2 separate regions of the Sus scrofa genome follow, and region 1 is linked to region 2. A link is a contact called in public HiChIP or PLAC-seq data. All regions are on one chromosome and are shown on one strand. The core of a region is the stretch at or near the end of the contact, and the rest is flanking DNA. Distances in the headings are between cores, read along the strand shown. Region 1 overlaps SNX9 (sorting nexin-9). Region 2 overlaps SYNJ2 (synaptojanin-2).

Region 1 (3,356 bases), core at 84-2,583, 82 kb before region 2:
ATGCTGTGGGGCAGCGGCAGAGCCTGGTCGGGGGCTGCTGGTCCCCCGAGGCTCAGGACTGCACAGATGCCCGGGAAGGCTGCGGAGTGGGCCCAGCGCAGAGACCCGGTCCCCCAGCTCCCTGAGGGCAGGCGGAGGGGCTGCAGATGCTGCTCCGGGAGAGGCCAGGTTCGTCGCCTGCCACGGGAAGGAGTGGCCTTCCTGCCACCCGGGAGCCCCCGCCAGCAGCCCGCCCCCGGGGTTGAGGGGGTCTCTGCACTGCCTGGTGCTGGAAGGGTCTGGGGGCCCAGACCAGTTAAAATATTGGAATTTTGCTAATGTTTAACTCATAAGAGATGGAAATAGGAGAGTCACTGACGTCACAGCTGGAGTGACACAGTTGTGTTTCTCGCCAGATCGCGGAAAAGCTGAGGCAGGCCCTCGGCCGCTTCCCGGTGATGTAGGCGCGGACAGCACGTCAAGACACGCTGCCGAAGTGCTTCTTCCTGACTTGGGGCAATGCAATGTAATTTTTTTTTCCCTCATCCAAAAAACAGAAAAGAAAACCAAAAAGAAACAGTTGAAAAAATGGCATTTACTTTGTAAACCAGCCTAAATGCATCAGTTATTTAGGGATATTCTTCTTTTGTTCCTTCCACATCCATCGCCTAAGCCGGTGGAAGTTGTCTATTTTTGGAAAGTACTTAAAGTCAGCAGAATTTTGAAGGGAAAATTAGGGATTTCCCTCACTGATATTTTACATAAAATTTTAATTTATGAATCACCCATGATCTTCTAGTCCTTACCCAATGTCAGATTACTAATTGCTTTCTTAAAAATATGAAATATGCAGAATAAAAAATATATGTTTGTATATTTTTATAACTCTTTCTAGCCCTTTGGGATTCCTGTCTATTTAGGAAAACCCACATGCCTTTCACTGACATATTTATGACTCAGGAGGGAGGAAGCAGAGGGGCTCTTGGGGCCCGGCCCGGCACCCCAAGTCCCAGTGGGTGGGCCGCCCATGTCCCTTCAGAGGACCTGGCTGGGCAGGAGCCCAGGATCAGCTCCCCGGCCCGCTGCCCGCCTCCCACCCCGCAGAGTTTCTGAAGGGCCTCAGCCTGCGCCCGGGCAGGGCGTGCTGGGCGCTGGAAGACTCCCCGCAGGGAGCCCCTGCTCCCAGGGCAGGAGCGGCCTGTGACCTGCGTGCTGGAAGCCTGCTCCTCGGGGCCACTGCCCCCCACTCGCTTTCGTCTCGGCGCTGGGGCCGAGTCGCGGTGAGGAGTGCGGGGAAAGCACCGTTGGCGATTTGCGTGACTGTCGAGGAGCCGGCCTTTGCCCGAAGAGCAAGGCGCGGGTTGGAGGAGCCGCCCGTCCCCAGCAGGGGGCGCGTCGAGGGGCCGATGCGGAGGCCGCCGGCCTGCCCTGCGCGCAGCCGCCCCCAGCCTGGCGTCGGAGAAGGAGCGCAGAGTCGGCGCCCGACTGTGTCCCACGCGGCAGACCCTCGTCCCCACCGCTAGGACGTCGCCGAGGGGCACAAAGCAAACCTCGCAGACACGCGCCTCCCGCGGACGCCCGTTCTCCACAGCGGCCTTACTGCATCGTCCCGTTCCCCCCCCCCCCCCCGCTTTCACTTTTCTGACCGATTGGTTATATTCTAGAAAATGGCAATTTTGGGCCAGCACAAAAAAAGTGACACCAAAAACTAAGTAGAAGTGGAAAGCAAATGAGAACGTCTTGTTCCTCAGTATCACGGGTTTTTGTTCCTGTTTTATAAGTAATTTTCCCCACTTGATTTTTCTTTTATAAAAACTCATAGAGCAGTGTTTATGATACAGCCATTTAATATATGTACAAATTGTAAAGAATATGTATAAATGTTTTACACAAATGTAAGAGCATGTAGAAGCCAACATATATAAATAAATTGTTAAAAAAAAAACTGTACAGTAAATTCTCAAGCACTTTTTCAAGACACTTGTTGGTGTTTTTGTGTGATTTTTGGGGGGAGGAGGGAATGGTTGTTTCTTGTTGCCAGCTGCTGAAAAGAGTCCAGGTAGTGAGTTTTTCCCCAATACTTATTTCTCCTGACATGAATTAATAATTCTAATTCCTTATCAATCCTGGAATCATGTCCCAGTCACCCGAAGAGCTGTGAGGAAACAGACCGACGCCCAGCGTGTTAGGGTCTCTAGAGAGACAACCTACAGACCTACAGGCTGAGCGTGTGTCTTCACGCCTCAAGTGGTCTTACTCTTCTGGACACCCTGTAACAATTCTGTGCTGTAAAAACCTTACATGACACGGTAAGAGAATAAGGGGAAAAACAAAGGTATTTGCTTCATACACACACATGCTGAACAAAATAAGGAAGTATTCACGACAGAGTGCTCGTTTCTGTGTGTCACGTCACGGCTGGTGTTTGTACCCACCTTACTCCACGACCCCTACCACGGTCGCTTGGCCTTCCGCAGGTGCCCACGGTTGTGGTTCTTTCCCTGAAGGGATGACCCAGACCTTCTCTCCTGAAGAGAATGGGCCGTTTGTATTCCTGTTGCTGCAGGTGGCATTATTTCACTCTCTTTCATGGCTGAGTAATATTCCTGCATGTGTGTGTCACACCTTTACCCACCCCTCTGTGTGTGGACATTAGGTGGCTTCCGTGTCTTGGCTGTCGTGAATAGTGCTGCTGTGAACATCCAGGTGCGTGTGTCTTTTCATGTTAGTTTTCTCTGGATATATGCGCAGGAGTGGGATTGCTGGTCACATGGTGACAGTTTAGTTTTTCAGGAGGCTCCATACTGTGCATATTCCCGCCTGGAGTGAGTTGTGGTTTCTGTTGACCCTGGTCTCAGGGGCTGGGACCATGAAGAGATGCCCTAAGCAATCTCCTTAGACATGCTCCCCTGACCTTTCCCCCAGGGTGGAGTGGGGTCCACTCTCCCCTTGGGCAGCGGCAGCCTCACCAGCCAGCACAGCAGCTCCCTTCTTTCCTCTTGATTCCGGGACACAAGAGCCAAAGTGGCTGGGTGGCCGTGCCAGCTTCCAGTTGAGTGGAATCATTGCTGTGCCCTCGGGTGGGAGCGTTTCTGTCTTTAGAATTAATACCTGTAGACCAGCAGAGGGACAGGAATTGATATTTTGTTAGTCACCCGAGGTGGCAGTGTAAACTGATGCGGCCTCTATGGAGAACGGTATGGAGATTATCATACTGACTGATGTGAAGGCAGACAGAGGAAGACAAGTGGTGTATGATGTCATTTATGTGAGTAATCTAAAAAAATGATAGAAATGAATTTACTTACAAAACAGACACGTAAAAAACAAACTTGGAGTTCCCGGTGTGGCTCAGTGATAACAAACCTGACTAGCAT
Region 2 (3,411 bases), core at 32-2,531:
GTTCCAGCGCTCCCCATGGGGCATTGAGGACTCTGGACGGCGGGGCCTGTCCCTGGCTCTCTTAGATGCACGCGTGTGTGCGTGCATGTGCACACGTATGTTTGGGCTTCACCCTTGACCTGCTCAGGGACTTGGAGTTGCCTCCTTCCTTGCTGGTCTGGCTCAGCTGCTGACCAGCGGCTCCTGGCAGGTTCGTACCGACACCCACAGGGCACTGGTGCCTGAGTGGCTCTTCAGAGTCCCTGCTGGGTTTAAAGTGAGCCATCTTCCATGATTTCCTCCTGCTGACTTGGCGTCTTCAAATATTCCATTCTTGTTTGGGCTGCCCTGGAAAGCTGCTTCCTGTGCCCAGTGCTCTGTGGGCCCCCCGAGGCTTCCCGACACACGTCGGGGGAGGAAGCAGTAAGAGCAAGGCCCACCTTGCCCGCATCTCCGAGTCCCCACTGCTTCCGTGTGTTTTCAGCCCACTGTGGACAAAGCTGCAGAATGAGCTGTGGCCGTGGGCTCCACAGCTCTTTTCCAGCTGCTCAAAGCCACCGCTGGATGGGAAAAAAAGCCCTGTGGTTGTTGAGAGCTCAAGGGGGCCCCTCGTGGAGAGAATGTGAAGTCAGACTTCACTCCTGGGGAGTCCTGGCTCCTGGCCCGGGGAAGCTGAGTCCAGCTGGTGCTCATTTCCCTCTGCGGAGGAAAGCCACGTGCTTTCAGAGACGTTCTGGTGGCCAGTTTCATTTGGCCAGACCTGCTTTTCCTGTTTGGTTTGTTGCTATTGGCAACAAGCTTGAAAAGTCTCTCCCCTCCCACCCATCTTGGCAGCAGTGTTGGCAGCTTATTTTAAGGAAGAAAAAGAAAGGGAAAAAAAAAAAACCCTCAAGGATTTTTTTCCCCTTTGTGCCTTGATTTTGGGGAGGTGTCCTCAGCATCTCCCCATCAGCTGGTGGACCTCTGGGCAGGAAAGGTGGTGATGGCAGCAGGCCTGTGGCCCAGTGGGGGAGGGCAGGCTCCTGGGCAGGTAGGAGGTAAGAAGCAGATGCTACCTGGAAAGACCTGGGTCGTGGTCCTGACTGGGGTGTCCCCCGAAGGGAGCTCCCTCATCCTGTCAGCTCTGCCACACTGACGTGCCCACCGAGGTCCATGCACCAGCAGCCAGCCTCTGACCACAGAGACCAGGTATTTGCTCCAGAATATGAAGCCACCAAGCGCATGCTTCAGCTGGGCTGACTCTTCCACACAGCGAGACCTTCCTGATGACGGCGGCTGCGTGTTGATCTGCAGTCTGGTGCCTGGGGAGTCACAGGAACCAGATGGCCCAGAGCCCTTCTAGTCAGTGACCCTGGCTGGCAATGCTGGACAAGCCTGACCTGAAGCCACGCAGGAGGATCTGGTGGGCGGCCGAGGGCAGGTGCCCTGGGAAAGCGGGGTTCGTCCTTTGCCATGGGGGCCGCCTGGTCAGAGTGCTGAGGGCTTGCTGGCTGAGGTGCTCTGGGTGGAAGGGAGACCTCTGCCAGGACGCCTCGCCTGCCTGGAATCCACCTGCCATGTTTCTCCATCTCTGGCTCGGCCTTTGCTCCAGCTCCCAGGCTGGACCTGGGCCCAGGCGGGGGGCAGGGCTGCTGGCCCTGAGCCCCATCTCCCCGACCCTGGAGCTCCATTGGGCGGCACCTCCCCTCATGGGGTGGCCTGGAGGTGTGCTGGCTGGGGGCCTTGGCTGCTCCTGAGCACACCCTCCCGGAGGCTTGGCTGGTCACTAGGGCAACGGGAGCTGGATTATGAGCTCCGCAGCCTGGGGCACTGCCCTGTACCTGGAGCGCCCATGGCCCTCAGGTGCCTGCAGAACAGAGCAGTCCTTCCCCGTCAGCACCCTCGGTAGAGCCCCGAGGGAGGTGATGTCGGTGCGGGGCCCTGGGCGCCCCCGGGGAGCCACGCCTGCTCTGACCGTCCTGTCCAGCGTGGACCCTCTTCCCTCCTGCAGGCAGGACACTGTTTGTGGTTTTGTCCCCAGGGTCTTTGTTCTGCGCTGCCCTTTCCGGGTCAGGGCTGGTCAGTGGGTCCACCGAAGGCCTTCCAGCTCTCCCCCGTGCTCTGTCACACGGCACGGTCCGCACTCAGGTGTCCTGCCACCCTCTCCCTTCCCCTTCCAGAAGCTGCTCTGGGCTTCCTGCCACGCCGGCGACACACCTATGATAAACTTTGACTTGCATCAGTTTGCTAAAGGCGGGAAGCTAGAGAAATTGGAGAACCTGCTGAGGCCCCAGTTGAAGCTGCACTGGGATGACTTTGATGTGTTCACCACGGGCGAGAATGTAAGTCCACGGTGAGTCTCGCTGCGTCTGGTCCTCCCGCTGGGGGAGCGCGTGCCCGCCCTCGCGGCTCCGGGGCTCCGGGCTCCGCGATGTCAGCCCGTCGGGCTCCAGCTTCTCCTCTCCCTTCCTGCCGTGCGGCGTGCTTGTCAATGTTGGGAGTTGATGATAAGTCATGGTTTTCAGGCAAAATACACATAGTAATGCAGGGGCCTCGGTGAAACGGTGCGGCCTTGGGACCGCATAACTTATCATGCACACTGTGAGAAAACCGGGAAGAGGGAGAGGGGACACAGCTGGCACAAACCCAGGTGACCAAGGAAACAGATGTGGATTTCTCTGTTCCGAGGGGAGAGAGGAAGGAAATCCCATTTCCCGAATCAGTGCAGTGAATCCTCGTTACTTGCAGATTCCGGATTTACAAATTTGCCCGCTTGCTCGAGTTTATCTGCGAGCCTCAAACCAAGTTCCTGGAGCGCTCTGGGTCATCCGCAGGGCTCAGAAGGGTGACGATGCGAGGCGCCCGCTGTGCACGTTTCCGGCTGAGGTGGGGCCAGCGCACTTGGCCTTGTTTCCCTCCCTCTGGAGACGGGTGTCCCCACACCCTCTAGTTAGGGCCACTTTTTCACTTTTTTGTGCATTTTGTTCATGACTTTACTGTTCAAATGCACCCAGGTCTGGTGCTAAGTGCTCTCCAGGGTCCTGAGCGCAAGAAGCTGGGACTTGTCTCACCGAGAAAGTACGTGGGTTCAAGAGGCTTCGTTCAGACGAGCGTTACCGTGCTGACGGCCGAGACGTCATCGTGAACGAATCAACAGTGTATATTAAATTCATTGTCTCTAGGAGTCCCCTGGTGGCTCCGCAGATTAAAGATCTGGCGTTGTCACTGCTGTAGGGCTGGTTCCATCCCTGGCCCAGGAAATTCCGAGGGCTGCTGCAGGTGTGGCCAAAAATAGATAAGTAAATAAATAAATTAGGTGTTTGTAAACAGACACACACACAAAATAAGGTTATATATTGATTAGTGGATAAAAATACATGACTGGAGGCTCACAGGAACCTAACCTGGTATTTCCCCCAGGAGCAGTGACTCAGTATTTGCCACTCTGCTAAC

What was found. HiChIP or PLAC-seq counts read pairs in DNA pulled down with a chosen protein or histone mark.
Region 1: a contact with region 2 is called in an H3K27ac HiChIP or PLAC-seq map of skeletal muscle. The contact joins two enhancer-like sites. A contact is called at or near these places in 3 of 5 promoter capture datasets (fetal liver, fetal skeletal muscle and liver), 32 of 47 Hi-C or Micro-C datasets (adipocytes, adipose tissue, alveolar macrophages and 17 more) and 1 of 2 datasets of contacts at active chromatin or transcription factors (skeletal muscle).

What each region holds. Positions count from the first base shown.
Region 1 is chr1:9,128,933-9,132,288 of Sscrofa11.1, reverse strand. SNX9 (sorting nexin-9) reads left to right here. Exons shown (of 18, transcript XM_003353171.4): 18 at 396-1,929. The coding sequence ends at 443. Among named protein-coding and RNA genes, the nearest start is that of SYNJ2, 22 kb to the right of the region's middle. Within about 2 kb of position 1,333, at least 14 of the 83 cell types and tissues checked have an H3K27ac peak or open chromatin away from gene starts, as enhancers often do. A contact at or near this core is called in adipose tissue, liver, retroperitoneal adipose tissue and 1 more, where this site is marked.
Region 2 is chr1:9,046,706-9,050,116 of Sscrofa11.1, reverse strand. It overlaps SYNJ2 (synaptojanin-2), which reads left to right. Exons shown (of 28, transcript XM_021086423.1): 8 at 2,139-2,311. Among named protein-coding and RNA genes, the nearest start is that of SYNJ2, 61 kb to the left of the region's middle. Within about 2 kb of position 1,281, at least 43 of the 83 cell types and tissues checked have an H3K27ac peak or open chromatin away from gene starts, as enhancers often do. A contact at or near this core is called in adipose tissue, liver, retroperitoneal adipose tissue and 1 more, where this site is marked.